Regions from separate parts of the Zea mays genome. Here region 1 is linked to region 2. Evidence: chromatin contacts called from public Hi-C data. All regions are on one chromosome and are shown on one strand. Each heading gives the region's core, a stretch centred on a gene start, on an enhancer-like site or on the middle of the called end of the contact. The rest is flanking DNA. Distances are from core to core; before and after follow the strand shown. Region 1 has its middle 6.2 kb from the start of LOC100147731. Region 2 holds the start of LOC100384115 (Lipase/lipooxygenase PLAT/LH2 family protein).

Region 1 (7,600 bases), core at 335-2,834, 380 kb after region 2:
ATAGCTTGTGGCAATGGGTGATGATTTCTTCTATCTTTGTTTTATATATTTATTATAATTTTTAAATATTTATATCATACCTTCGGTTTACATGTCCTAGATTAATGACACATTCGTTGGCAGTGGCCACCATACCATAGTTAGGTAACCTCTATCATTTTCTTGGCCATGAATGGTAACTATGCCTTGTGGTGACTGAGTTCCTGCCATATCTTTGGACCACTGTCGGTTCACTGTTAATACGAACTATCAAAATACACAAGGAGCAATGTGGCATGACTTTTATATAAGATTGTTTTATATTTTATTTTGTGCTTAAGTTTTTTTGAAATATAGTACATATTTGTCCTTACCACACATTTTATTTTGCAGCAACATTTTCATTTCCTAGTGGAAGAAAACTAGTTGGTCCATGCACATACATGCATGTTTCATAAGAAAGCATGAAAGATTGTCAAAGATTTAGTGTGATGTGGTCGTATACAGGTAAATAATATATATTTCAAAGAGATCCTTAAGCAATCGATGGACAAGAATCGAGGATGTTCATCCATTTACTTGATCGAGAAGCAATATTGTCTGGTAAAATATTTTGGGTATTTTGTCTTATACTCTCAACATATAAATTATCTAATTATGAACACATATATGTATAGATGATAGTTCCATGAGGAGGCTTACCATGTTGTTCGCAAACTCCAGGCTTCATAAGTGTTCCAAGATTGATCTAAGAAGCATAAATAGAACCGTGGCAATGATTAGAAACACACTTATGATGTTGATGGTCATATCTGCAATGCTAAACATATGAAAACCTATATTACATCATATGTTTGCAATGACTAACACATATGACTTAAAATGGAATAAAACGGAGGGACTAAAATTAGTCCCTAGAAACCAAACACCCCCTTATTTATACAGGAAGTTGCCAGAGGTGTAATGTCAAGCAATGTGGAAGTTTATATTATTGGATGTCATGGAACAACATATCCAAATCAATAGTAGTTGTAAAGATCAATGGACGGTGTATTTCCTTAAATCCTATAATACACATATGAAATTGATGTTCCACATTATTGTGTTGCAGGCACTCCATGTTTAATAGAGTGATTGACTCAAAGCAAATGCATGAGAGCTTAAAAGGCAGCATCTTTGTGGCATACCTATAGAGTTAACATGCGTTGAACCACAGGACACAAGAGTTGCTTCATATTTAAGACGTGATTAGGCTACACGATAAAGCATGAGAGGCGACGTCAAAAGTATGATCGGCAACATTAATTAGATCTATATGACCGACAACATGATAAGTATTTGTCTAACTATATAGCACAATAGTACGTGATGTTTCAAGTAAGTTTAACTAATATTCTATTACCATTTTAGCTTTTAACAAAACCAATGGTGTTTCATCTATTTCATTCATAGACAGCGTTGCAAGTATTTGTATTTAGATCATTGTTACGGGCGCAGCGCATGGCTGTGGAGGCGGCGTTGGGCCTGGCTCACGGCCCAGCGAGGCCCAGCTGTGGATGCGGATGAATGGACCTGTGAACTCTGTGTGGTGCTAATCTGTGAACCAACGGTAGGATGGATGATGCATGTGGTGCAGAAACATCCTCATCCGGACGTGACCAGCTGCTAGCTATTGTCGCATGCATGCAACCAGCAGCGACATGATTGGTTGTTGGCGCACAACAACACGACGAAACTTTTGCACAGTGCGCTAATTGGCAAACGAACACGGATTGCACGCCTGCCCGATCTGGCCCACACCACCAAAAAAAAACATGGCCTGTCGTCGTCGGAGGTGGTCCCACCCATCACCCACCCACGGCAGTCCGTGTGCCGGCGATCTATCGACCGATCTCGACCCAGTATCAAACATGTGGTGGTGTCACGTGAACCATGCATGCAGAACAAATTAATCAGTGAGTCGGAATGGTTGGACACACCCCGTTAAATTTTATGGTGCCGTAATTTCTATGCTAAGGACTAGTAAATTCTTCGAAATTCTCAAGGACAGAGGGAGAAATTAAGATAATTTTTTCCTAGTTCTCGAGTATTTTAGGAGATTTAAGTTTTTAAACTAGAGACGACTACGTACTATTTTGGCGGAGGGAGTATTTGTATTTTGCACAAATCTTGTATATAGGTTGGACATAACACCCTTAGTTTATTCTACCATCAATTTGTTTCTTTGATTTTTACTCTCTCTATTCTATTGTGTATAAATCATCATCTAACTATCTACACGACAAAGTTATTACTAAAAATAGAAATCTGCATTATGAGTGCCTATCATCATCTAACTCTCTCTCTATTTTTGCTCTACGGATAGTGGGGACCTCGTTCGTTAAAAGTAGCGTAGTGCAATGACAGCTGTGAGCTGTCCCTATCACTTTACTAGCTACAGCCAGCCGTATATGTACATACAGGGTAAGTCTCTATAAGATTTATTTAAAAAAAAATACAAGAGGCTAATTATTAGTGATTCTCTATATATATTGTCTCTTAACTTTATTTGTAATTTTGCCTCTTAATTGTATTTATGATTCAAAGACTTAGAGTCGTGTCATGCAGTCTATTAGCTATCTGTAGTACTTGAAAGACCAATTCAGGGTCTCTAGGTTGTACATGTCTAATATATGTTGCTGTTAATCATAGACATGTGCTACCCATTAAGTCATTATTCCCACTTTCTACAAAAGTGAATATCTTAAAAAGTATATGAAATCTAATCAAAATTATAGAGAAAATTACAAATATCTATAATATTAAATATGAATACTATAATAATAATATAATTGATAAAGAATTTAATGCTCAGTTGATATCATAAATATTTTTATTTTATTGTATAAAATTTGATTATTTAGCATGCTTTTAACTCTAAAAAAGGATAATCTAACTTATAATTGAGGATAGAGGCCGGGAGTACTTCATCCTTCCAAATTGCAAGGCCTTTTGATTTTCCTAGATATATTGCTTTCGATATGTACACTATATCTAAATATATAACAAAAGCAGTGCGTGTAGAAAATCTAAAAATGTCTTATAGTTTGGAATAAAGAGAGTATATATCTTCAATGGTGCGTAGTACATTATAGCAAAAAAATTATATATCTGAATGATCGTCCGAAACGTTCCTATAGTTTAGAAAATAGAGAGAGTAGTACTTGTTATCGATGGTAGATAGATACTACTAGTAGATCCTGAGACGCTGCAAATTATGATCATTTTTTGACCTTGAAAGATGGATGCATGGGTAGGTCAGCAATCTCTATCAGATGGAATGGTCTATGTTGATAGGCCCTCCATCGAACAGTTCCGTAAAAGGCATTAACGAGGTAGGGACACTTTTACAGTACCAGCTAGTAGTAATGCACTACTACTAGCATCATGATTGTGGCAATATATGTATACCACTATTCTCTCGGTCTCTATGTCCCAAAATATATAGTAATTGTTTTTAGTACCTCTTCAATTTTTTTATGTCTATATTCAAATAGATGGTACATACATTAAGTTTAATGTATTGTATAAATTTACTAATTAATTTTTAATTTGGTTATCTAATATGAATTTTTAATTTGGAACCAAGGAAGCATCTGTTTTTGTATTATTTGCGGATTGGGTTGCACACATCACATCAGGCCACGCCATGTTGGGCTGTCGGATATGGTCCACAGATGATGGAGATGGGAGTGTCCGTATATCGTGAATTCGTGATACACGGGCCACTCAAATACGACACTCTGCGTCTTAAAAAAACACAATGTTCAAATAGTTTTACATTAGAATATATCAAGTTTGATCCGATCTATACTAAAAAATACAAATATTTATCGTGCCAAATATATATCGATTGAATTCTTCATAAAAAATATTTTGATAATATATGTATTTGGCGTCATAACATTATATTTTTATCTATATAAATTGCTAAACTTTAGACAATTTAACCGAGAATGCTTCATAAAAACATGGCCTCTCTCTCTCCTACTGTTCGGATATCTATAGACAACATCTATAAGAGACTTAGCTCTCCACCCCACGCGCACACACACCACCATATACATATACACATTATTTTCATGTCCATCCATGCGTATATGCAACAACCTTGTATTAGTACCAATCATGCATGGTGGTGCAATCATCATAAAGCAAATATGCGGTGGGACCCAGAGGTTAGGTAGCAATCAGCATCTTGGGGCCGGCCGGCGGCCGGCAACTGGTCTTTGTGCTCTGCTGCTGCATGTGCCAATCGCATCGTTTCTATGCGTCTTTGTGCACTGTGTCACTATGGGAACAAGCTGTTTTGAAAACACTCTAACAAATTTTTTTACCGAGGGCGACTCTCGATAAATATGACTCAGTAAACTATACATCAGTAATAGTTTCTTTGTCCAGTGCATTATATCGGGCACTCGCCAAAGAAAAGTCACTGTTATGACAACAAGTAACGGTGACGAAGGCTTTGCCGAGTTAATTACTCACTGACACTTGGCAAATCAGGAGCATTTGCCGAGTGTTTGCTGGCCTCGCGCTCGACAAAAAAAGCTCCAGAGAGCCCCATGACAGCCTTTGTGCCAAGAGCCACTGGCTGGCACTCGGCAAAATGAGATTCTTTGCCGAGTGTCTGCATGCCTGGCACTCGGCAAAGGGACACCAGTGGCCCTATTGCTAGTCTCTGTGTCGAGTGTTCTGGCTAGCACTCGGCAAAGGGAGCTTATTTGCCAAGTGCCAGGACTAAATCACTCGATAAAGAGGTTTTACCGGTTCCCATGTGTGTCTTTGTAACATCCTAATTTTTGGGGTATAAGATTTCTTCACCCATATCCATCAAATTCATGTGTTACCCTCTCTTTCACTTGCCTTTCCTTTCCTTTTTTTCTAAATAATGGAGAAGTATTTTGTTTTATATGTAAGTGTTATGTGTAAAAAAATAAAGCCCTAAAAGGGTGATGATTGTTGTACAATATGCTGGAACATCCATTTCTTTCTGTGTGTTGATTTGTTTTGATTTTGCAGCCACTTAAACTTATGAAGCGTGGTTGATTTTGAATTCAAAACTAAAATAAATTAAAAAAAGAAAATCGTTAAAGGAAAGAGAAAAAGAAAGAAAATAAAAAAGAGAAAGAAGCCTAGTTCCCCTTTCCCTCGACCTGTTGTGCAGCCCAGCTCGTCGCCCGTGGCCCACCCAGCCAGCTCCCCTCCCCCTTCCTGGCCCGCGGCCCACCTACGCACACATGCCTGCTTGGACCACCTCGCGCTCTCGGCCACCTACGTGCGCCTAGCGCCGTCGGCCCAAGCCACACACCAAGCTCCCACGGGCCACCCCGCTAGCACCCCTCGGACTTGTTATGCATTCGGTTTTGCCTCCAAAACCGGGTGTGACAGTACTAATATGAGGAATGGGTTCATCCCACCAAATTTAAGGAATGGACCCATGATGCATCACTTCATTTTGGATGGAATGATTCCTCAAACCAAACTTAGATTATGAAACTAAGGGTATAATTGGATCCCATGTTTGCTTGCACTAAGTGTATTCTATGAAAGTCTCATAGTGGATCCCCAACCAATTCATCTAGGAAGTGCATACGAGGGATACACGACTTGTGGATAAAGTTGTCACCTCTACAGAGTGTAAAACTGATATATCAGTCATGCATGCTCACGGCAGGGGTGGACCTAGTAGGTGATCCATATGGGTCACAACACACCCTAAGATCACATAAGAGTAGTTAGGATAGAGGTGTAAGTACTATACTTGAACTTGGCAAATAAGGTTCGAGTCTTGTTGATCCTTGTTTTTTGTTTATTTTTTATATTTTTTCCTCACGCACCCTAATCATAGCAATTGGGTCCGCCAGGGCTCACGGTTGAGTGGCCTATACCCACATAATAATCTAACTTAAATATGGAGATTAAATCATGACCCTTTTTGGATCAAGTGGTTCACTTAAGTATTTTTCTTAAGTGGTTTCGAGATGATGATTACTACTTATGATTAATCGGGTTTGGTAAATACTTATACTTAGTAAATTGATGGTGTTAATAAAAATTTTACCAACTAAAATACTAACCACATAAACCTTGTCCTATCCTTGATTGCTATGCATTTTCACCCTACTTGCTGATATTTTGATCAGAAGGATGTGAAAACAAAGACTTTGTTGAATACATTGATGGTTTCTAGATCTAGCGATGTCCCAATCATCCTTTTGTGGAAGAATTCCCATGAATTGCGCTATACCATGATATTATATTGACTAAGACACTTATGTCATTTGAGTTATAATAAAGTTATCCTACTCTTTATTTACGATTTGAGCATTGTGTTTTGATATACTACACTTATGACGTCAACATATGTGTGGAGATAGGCGAGTGTGGCCTCCCCCTAATAAAAATATGTTTTACTATTTTAAAACCCGTTTTTACGTTTTTCGGAAAATATTTTTACTGACGGTTTTATTACATCGACCGCGAGTGGAAATCGATTTTCACTAGTGGTTCTCGGTTACCTGCCTATAAAAAAGATTATTTCTACTGAGCCCTAGTACTAGTGGTTTTGAAAAATGCTAGTGCAATAGCTTTACAACCGCCACTATAGACCTTTTGTATACTAGTGCCCACCGACCTGCGCCCAATGTTGCCACCCTGCCTAGCACACGATGTCGTGCCCCTGCGCCAGCCTCCACCGCCCCACATCTGCCTAACCTACGCCCGACTTCGTCGACTCATGCCCGTTGTTACCTCCCTGCCCAGCACCTACCGTCGTGGCCTCATGCGGTCGCTCCTCCTCAGTCAGGCTATTTAGTCATCAGTTTTTATAATTTTTCATAGCTATGAGTTGTTTACGTATTATTTCTATGTACACTGATGATGTGTTCATACAAATGGCTGCACGAGAGTATTATGGGTATTTGCCTTATACATCAAAAAAAATATAGGAGGTCTGTTTTGCCAAACGATATGTTTTAAAAATGCACTAGCTCATGTAGAGGAGCTGCTCCTATAGATGAGCTAGCTAGAGCCGAAATCATTTCCAGATGAGCCGGAGTCCACAAACAAATCTCTACTATACTTAAAGCACTAGTTTCAACGGTCGTCCCGCGTCATCTTTTTACAAAAAGTCACTATATTTCTTCGAAATCAACTCAGTGTAAAATATTAAAAAGCGGTGCATCAGGTCGGGTATGTTAAAAAGCGGTGCAGGAGGTGGGGTTTGAACCCACACCCTGTGATGGAAGAAGGGTGGAAGACACTTGACGAAGTTGTCTAACCAGTAGAACGTCATAATCAAGTGTTTATAATATTGAATATAAAATGTACATATGTATATATATATATATATATGATTTTTTTTGTAAAATAAAAAATAATCGTGTCGGACCGGGCCAGCACTACGGACCGAGGCTACGACCCAAGCACCGCATGACGCTTGTGCTTGGTTTGGCCTAGGCACTATTAAATGGGTCGTGCCTCGGGCCTACTCGCCAGACACGGCCTATTTGGCCATCTATACCTCCGCACGATAATGATAGTCCTCGCCTGAGTTGCCACCACCACGTTCTTCATTCTA
Region 2 (7,610 bases), core at 3,961-6,460:
GCGGACTCTTATGTAAGTCTTGGCTTGGCGGCGGAGCTCGACCTCTAAGTCCTCGTCGATGTGTCCTCCTCTTGTTCATTGCTCCGTCGTCTTCACGTATGGGGTCCGTCTGTTGCTCGTGCATGTGTCCCTTGTTCTGCCAACCTATTCTTTTTATAGACCGAGGAAGCGGTCGGCCAGCGGTGGGTTCCTCAGGAAGGAGCCACCGGGTGATGGTAAAACCATACGTTTTATCTGGGGTAAAGGCACGCGAGCCCGTGGACCTCAGGAACACTTGGTTGCATCGTATTCTTTATGGCAGACAGCGTGGGAAGTATGGGGCCCGAGCGTTATCATTTGGGTTGTGTCAACCCGTGACCTTCATAGCCTGGGGCTTAGCGCGGTTCGTCTTATTATGTCCTGCCATCAATCTACGCACTCGGATCTAGTTCTGATAGGTCAATAGTGTGTCGCAGGATAGAGGCGCACGAGTCATAAATGTGTCGTAGCCTGAGGGGTTTGTAAGCTATATGAGTGTGCCACATTCCGAGTCATGAGTGGGAGGCGGACCGGTGACTTCGCCTTGGCTCGATGCTAGACGTAGTTAATGCAGCCGGTTATTTATAACGGGTCGGTCTCTTATGACGGTTTACTTATGGCGTAGTTAAAGTTTGAATATGGGATGAAAATGAGAAAGTTGCTGGAGATGGTCTTTGGACGGCTGCAGCGTGGTGAAGAGAACCGGATACCGGGCTACCGACTTGCTAAGGCGCCGTCGTTTCTCATCTTTTTCCTTCCGACTTTGACCATGATGCTCCAAAATATTAGTAGTATTTGTCCATGTTTTGCTATCTGGAACGTCACTGCAAAAGCCTTCCTCGTACTATTAGCCATTTTTGGTTGTCAACAACCTGTGTTATGAATAATAAAAAAAAATCAAGAAAACGCAAGTGCAGCAAAGGCTGCAACCATCGCAACGCCCCACACGGCCACAGCTCCATCGTGTCGCGCTCGCGTCCCCGCCGGCGCGCCGGAGAGTGGCTCGTAGTACGACGGGGGCACCGACGGGAGACCGCGGCCATGTGCCACGCCGACCTGAAACCGCATCCCCTTCCGGCAGTGTTCCCCGTCCAAGGCGTCGGAGAAGAAGTAGTTGGTGCCCTCCGCCGTGAGCATCACGACGAGGAACGCCTCCTCCGGCTTCCACCCGCCGCCGCCGCCTCTCGCCGCGACGCCGGCGCTGCAGAACCTGTACGCCGTGGCGTTGGTCGTGTGCACCACCGTGTTGCTGGTGTCCGTCCTGAAGCCTTTGCGATGGATGGAGCATGCCGCCAGCCACACACGTCAGACACGTCAGTACGTAACCAGCGTCGATCGATTGAGCTCCATACAGAAACAGTAGTTTGGACTTGGGCAGGGGAGGAAGCCGAGGATGAGGACTCACTGAGGTAGTCGCCGAGGAAGAAAGTGCGGTTCGCAGCCCAGGCGGAGTAGTTGGCGGCCGAGGCGTTCGCCTTCCAGTCGAAGATCCACCCCGCGCCGTCGCCCACCGCGTGGTTCGTGCCAAACGGCGGCAACAGTGGCGCCGTGGTGTTCTTGGTCGAGCTCGCCGTTGAATTGGTCACGGAGCTCGGACTCGCTGTCGCATTGCCTGCGGCTGCAGCGGTCGATAGGGTGAAAACGGCGATGACGACTACTCGGAACATCACTGTCGTCGGAATGCCCATGTCTAGCATCTGGCAGCACTTGAGAAAGCTGGTGATATATGTATGATGTGCTGCTAATGCCAGACTACAGGCAGAAGCTTCAGATGCAAAATGGGTGTCTACTCTTGTCAGTGAATTCACCGGTTTATGCGGCGGCATCCAGGTGGGGGCGGCGGCCACCTGGCTAGGTACCATGCTGTGGCCGGTGACTAGATCTATGGACTGTGGTAAAATACTTACAATTGAATATAATGATAATTCTGCCTAGGAAATGGTGTTCATCTCAGATCTGTATAAGATAATAAGTTTAAAAAATTACTGCCCAGCGGAACTTGACAGGAACTTTTCACAGTCGTATACTGCTAATGTTGTGTTGAGTGAATCTACAATCGCTCTAGAGCTTCCAGTTCAAGAAAATACTCAGATGATAGTGATTTGGAGCAACGCCAAGCATTTTGTTTCGATAGTTACTGTGTATTTAACCTCACAAATGTCATATTTTTACATACAACAAAGCTGTAGTCGGTATATCATCTTAACAGTTCAGTGTCCGATAGGTGAGTATACTATACTACAACTCAAGTTTCTAAGATGAAATCAAGTTGTGCTGTATGGCAAAAGCCAAAACGCTCCGTAGTTTATGGCCATGTCCTTAGTTTTTGTGTCTCTGTTTTTCTTCTGCTGTACTGGTCATGCCTTTCTAAGGGTGCTTCAAAGTATCCTAGACTTTTGTTCTTCTTCTTCTTGATATAATGATACACAGCTGTCCTGCATGTCTGAAAAATACAACTTAAGTTTCTGACTTCAAACTGCCACAACACTTGAACTCTTGCTGTGAATTGAACCCTTGCAAGGATGACACAGTCACCAAGATGAGAGGGTTCTTTTTTCCAGTTCAGAAACTAGGACTTGTCCTTTGCACTTCAGCTAATTCCGTTCCAGTCTTGAATACAGATCTTCTATAGGAAACTATTACTAACATATTTTTAAAGAAGTCCAATTAACTGCTGTCACCAGATCCATCTTCACTCTTTGAGTCACTTAGCATAGGCATGAACGCTGCAAGAAGAACAGCAACCTTGTTTGCTAGGAACCCTGCAGTGCCAACAAAGAGGTCGGTGGGTGTGAGCGCAAAGCTGTCGCCTCCAGCACCATACTTCAGTGCAACTGCACCTGCAACCAGTACTAGTGATAGTATCAACCATGGCCTCCTTACACCGCTGAAACTTTTTACCGAAGGCTGTGCACCGCCAGCTTCTGAAGGTGAACCGATCACAGGCAAACCATCAACCGATCTTTGGAGCAGCAACAGGTACAGGAACCCTCCAATGCCACCTATCAGGAACGAATAGGCAGCGCTGTCATTTGAAGCCAAGATGAAGGTAGAGAAGCCGGTTATCACTATAGATGCGTCATAGAGCAGCAGAGATTGTTTAAGGTCGGCGTACTCTCTCAACCCATCCTCTCTTACTTCCTGAATGCTTGAAGCTTTGCTTCTTGAGGATAACATCCCTTGTTGAAGATCAGAAAGGCCGACTCCTGAGAGGTCAGTGATAGCCGTCGGCCTTGCTTCAGCTACTGAAGCTCCATCATCTCCAAGGAACACATTTACGTTCTCAAAAGTGTACTGCAAACCGCTGAACTTCTGTTCTGGAGTTCCATTTATTTCTTTAGGCTGACCAACTGGTCCATGTATTACTTTCAAGCTCAAACCATCTAATCTCCATGAACCTGACCTTCAAGGGTAAAATTAATAAACAAAGGATAGAAGACACTCATCAAGTGAACATATTACTACCATTACATTGTATTTGCAGAGAAGACGTACCTGATTCAAGACCGATCCAGACTTCTTTAATCGTTTTCAGTTTTGACCCCTTGAAAGTAACGATATCAACTGAACCACTTTGGAAGGGTATCTGCTGCTCTGTCTTAAATCCATGTGTAGGTTGACCCAAATAGATTGCCGGTACTCTTTGTAATAGGGAGTCACCATCGACATCAAATAGGCAGATTAAGATTGCAGAATTTTTATCCAAAGAGGAACTAAATTCTCTACTCGTGCTCAGTTCTAGCACATAGAATGCATCGGAGTCATCTAGTATGATCGTGTTAAATATCTCCTCAGGAACAGTGTTGGGATATGTCTTTAGTTCCTCTGCTGGAAGAAGGCGTGAAGGCTTTACAGAGGGCAGTGGATCTGCAGAGTTGGAGGAACAATGGTCACTGGATGGTGAGGATAGAATGGTAAATTTACACAAGAAACAGAGATTTCATGTTGTCAATGATAATTAAAATGATAAAGTAAATTGGCAAAAACAAACTACAACTGCATTGCAGTTGTAGCCGGTACCATTCATCGTGAAAGCAGAAACAGTTGCATGAGGATTACATGCCTTAGGAAAGCAAACTACTACCCAATATGAATGCATACTATATTCATGGGTATATTGGCAAAGAACAATCACATAGAATACGTTCATTGTTTACCAGTGCACAGAAATAAGGCTGGAGCGACAATATCAAAAGTCTGGTCAGACAGACCTACTGTAGAGTACCTTGGAACGAAGATCCCTTGGAGAAGCAAGGCACCCACTGATGCCTGTATTGCCTTTTCGGTTTCGTTCTATCTGGAAAGACATGGCAGTACATTCTCGAGCTGTTGTTCAGCAGCACCCATCTGGGCAGAAAATCACGGTGAACTGTTGGAGCAACACACCCTGGATAGAGGATCACCATTCTCTGTAGCAACGATCGCAAAACAGACCTATTAGCAGTGCTACATTCGTGATGTACTTTTTTTTGGAGGGTTTAGAACATTTACGATGGCAAATAAGATACCAGGCAAAATTGCTGTGGTATACAAGGAATTTTCCCAAATATCAATGCATACAGGATATAAAGCTGATCTATAATCCGTGACCGAACCAACGGCAGCTGAAGCAGCAAACTAATCACCACAAAGAAATCAAAGGTCTCATCTGTTTTTGTTCCACCTAGAGCAAAACCGTGAGAGCAACGGGGGCAGAGCTGAGCATACATGCGAAGGTAGCAAATGGCCACCCGTGCACTATTATTGGACAATGGGATGGGAATGGGCTGAATTATGCCTGAAGAGTGACGAACAGATCAAAGATAATAACTTAACTGAACTGCGACACCAGCGTGGCCGTGGACAGGATTGTCACTACTAGGATAGCCCTCCTAAGGTAAAAAGCGAAATCATATATACCAGATACCATGCCATATGCTTGTTGGGCCATAGGGAGGTGGTAGACAAGCAACCGCGCTAAGGCTGTACAGTAACAGAGAATTAGACTTAAAAAATCCATGGCCATAGAGCCCGCCTTACCGGAGGAAGGAGGAATTGGTCGAGGCGCAGATTTGGGATCTCTACCCGGCGGCGCTGCAGTCCACGGGAGAAAGAAAAGGAGGAGGAGACCGTCTGATTCCGTGGAGGTGGAGCTGGTGGCGTGTGGTCCGCTTCTTCGTCTGGCCTGTGGTGAGGCAAGAGGCGTGCCGCGTTCGAGTTCGGCGGCGGAGAAAGACACGTGGGTGGGATGAGTCGCGGTCTTTGGCTCTTCGCTGAGAGAGAGACCCGTGCGAGGGTGTTTTCGGGATTTCGGGGCTTCATTTTTTTTTCTGCCCGGAGGGCAAATGGGCAATCGTGATTGTGGGCTTGTGGCTGTAGTTGCGGCCTGGTATCAAGGAGACAAGCAGGCGGGGCTACGAGTCTAGAGCCCGATCGGGCCCGGTCTTTGGGGGAAGGCCGAGGCCCGGTGCTGTGAGATTGTGGCACTGTTTGTTTCAGTTTTATCACCAGGAGCTACGGCAAACGTCTAGATTTTTACCTTGTTTCTATGAGAATTATTTTAGTTAAAATCGTCCAAAATCAAGATATAAACATAAAATTGATCGAGTCGTTGCGATAGTATTAAACCGTAACTTTCTATATCCTAAACCCTATAAACTCTTTTATTTCTTTCGCATGTAATTTTTTTACGATACTTAAATTTTCTGTACAGCCGATTATCACCAAACTATACTGTCAGAAAAGCTCTTAAAAAAATCTCAACCAAACATGCCCTGTTTGATGCTCGTGTTGGTCTAGATTGGATTGGATGCTCTTCGCTCTATGCTGTTCCATATCCTTGGCAACGTATGGGACTTCATTTTTTTCGCATTTTAAGTTGCTCACTTGCATCTAGCACATGATTTAAAAGCCGTATTTGGTTTCGCTTATAGGTGATAATACGTGAGAATCCCACTAAAGGCTTGTTCGGTTATTTTTAATCCATATGGATTAGAGGGGATTTTGACTTACTAGGGATTAAAACCCCCTCAATCTCCCTCAATCTATATGGATTGTGGTAGAACCGAACAAGCCCTAAGCGACTAGATTATTTTCGCTTCCTATAGAATCGACAACTTACCATTAAACTAGATAAACGCAACAACTCCCTCGTTCTCTAGCTACAATGTAATGTGGTGAGGAGAAGCAAAACCAGATAGGACCAATTTGTCACGGATCATGTATTTTCAGTCCGTTTAACGCTCTTTTTCTTTGCTGAATGTAAAAACACATTTGTGCTTTAATATAAAACAACATGGCATCTTAACATTTAAGGGTGTATTTGGCTGGAGAGCAGAGAAGATTGGAACGGTTCTATTCTTATCTTTTTTTATGTTTGATATTCAACGGAAGCGGAACAGAGCGGCTCCTAAAGTATATATATATATATATATATATATATATATATATATATATATATATATATATATATATATATATATATATATATATATATATATATATATATATATATATATATATATATATATATATAGCAAATATTTGTGAAGGTCCCACTCCACCAAAACGACTAGATACGAGTACTCTCACGGACACTAGCGCTCTCCTCTCTCTCGTCATTGTTCTTCAACCAAACAATGAACGAAGCGGCCCCACTCTATTCTACTCATTAACCAAATAAAAAATAGAGTGGTTCACGTTCTGTTTGCCGAACACCAAATGAAATGACTCCATTCTCAGAAACTAGAATGAAACCGATCTATTATAGTTGGCTCCCCAACTAAACACACCCTAAAGGCATATTTGGATCCACGGTGCTAAAGTTTAGCACTACACTTTTAGTAAACTTTAGCACTTAGAAATCCAAACACGAGTGCTAAAAAGTGCTAAAAGATACTATTAATGGTGTTCTAAAGTTTAGCACCCATTAGCAAAGGGGCGCTAAAGTTTAGCACGTGGGATCCAAACAGGCCCTAAAACAAACCTCTTGATCATTCTAAAGTGGTTTTATCGATGGTCTCACTAACGTAGGAGTGGCCACATGTCATAGCCTTTCTTATATATATATTCATAAATTTTTCATATGAAGTGGAATGAGATTAAATTCTATATAAAAATCGCATAGCTCAACATAGTCATCAATATTGTTGCTGATTTAGATGCCCAATATTCACTATCGGACACAGTTGTTTTTGTCGAGTGCTTCAGGCACTCGATAAAACCCAGAAAACACTTGACAAACTTTTTGTCAAGTGTGACTCTCGGCAAAGAGGACTCGATGAACTATACATTGGCAATGGCTTCTTTGCCGAGTGCCAACTGGTGCTCGATAAAGAAAAGTTGTCGTGACAGAGACAGAGACTTTGCCGAGCGTATTCACTGGCACTCGGCAAAGAGGGAGCCTTTGCCGAGTGCATGATGGCCTAGCACTCGGCAAAAGAAGGCTCTAATGAGCCCCCACGACAACCTCTGTGTCGAGAGCTGCAAGCTGGCACTCGACCAAGGGAGCTTATTTGCCGAGTGTCTGTTTGCCTTGCACTTGGCAAAGGGAGCACCAGTGGACCTCTATGCTAGTCCCTTTGTTGAGGGCGCTGGGAGGCACTCAGCAAAGG

What was found. A called contact is a pair of places that touch in the nucleus more often than the background predicts.
Region 1: a contact with region 2 is called in a Hi-C map of tassel, with 2.4 times the contacts expected there. The contact joins the enhancer-like site here to the promoter of LOC100384115 in region 2. A contact is called at or near these places in 2 of 25 Hi-C or Micro-C datasets (endosperm and tassel).

Annotation. Positions count from the first base shown.
Region 1 is chr4:19,918,732-19,926,331 of Zm-B73-REFERENCE-NAM-5.0, forward strand. No RefSeq gene overlaps it. Among protein-coding and RNA genes, the nearest start is that of LOC100147731, 6.2 kb to the right of the region's middle. Within about 2 kb of position 1,585, at least 18 of the 20 cell types and tissues checked have an H3K27ac peak or open chromatin away from gene starts, as enhancers often do. A contact at or near this core is called in endosperm and tassel, where this site is marked.
Region 2 is chr4:19,530,981-19,538,590 of Zm-B73-REFERENCE-NAM-5.0, forward strand. LOC100384115 (Lipase/lipooxygenase PLAT/LH2 family protein) reads right to left here and starts at 5,211. Exons shown (of 4, transcript NM_001176703.2): 1 at 5,038-5,211; 2 at 4,244-4,427; 3 at 3,514-3,885; 4 at 2,143-3,416. The coding sequence starts at 4,424. The coding sequence ends at 2,686. It overlaps LOC100286162 (plastocyanin-like domain containing protein), which reads right to left and starts at 1,718. Exons shown (of 2, transcript NM_001159050.2): 1 at 1,424-1,718; 2 at 846-1,286. The coding sequence starts at 1,715. The coding sequence ends at 916.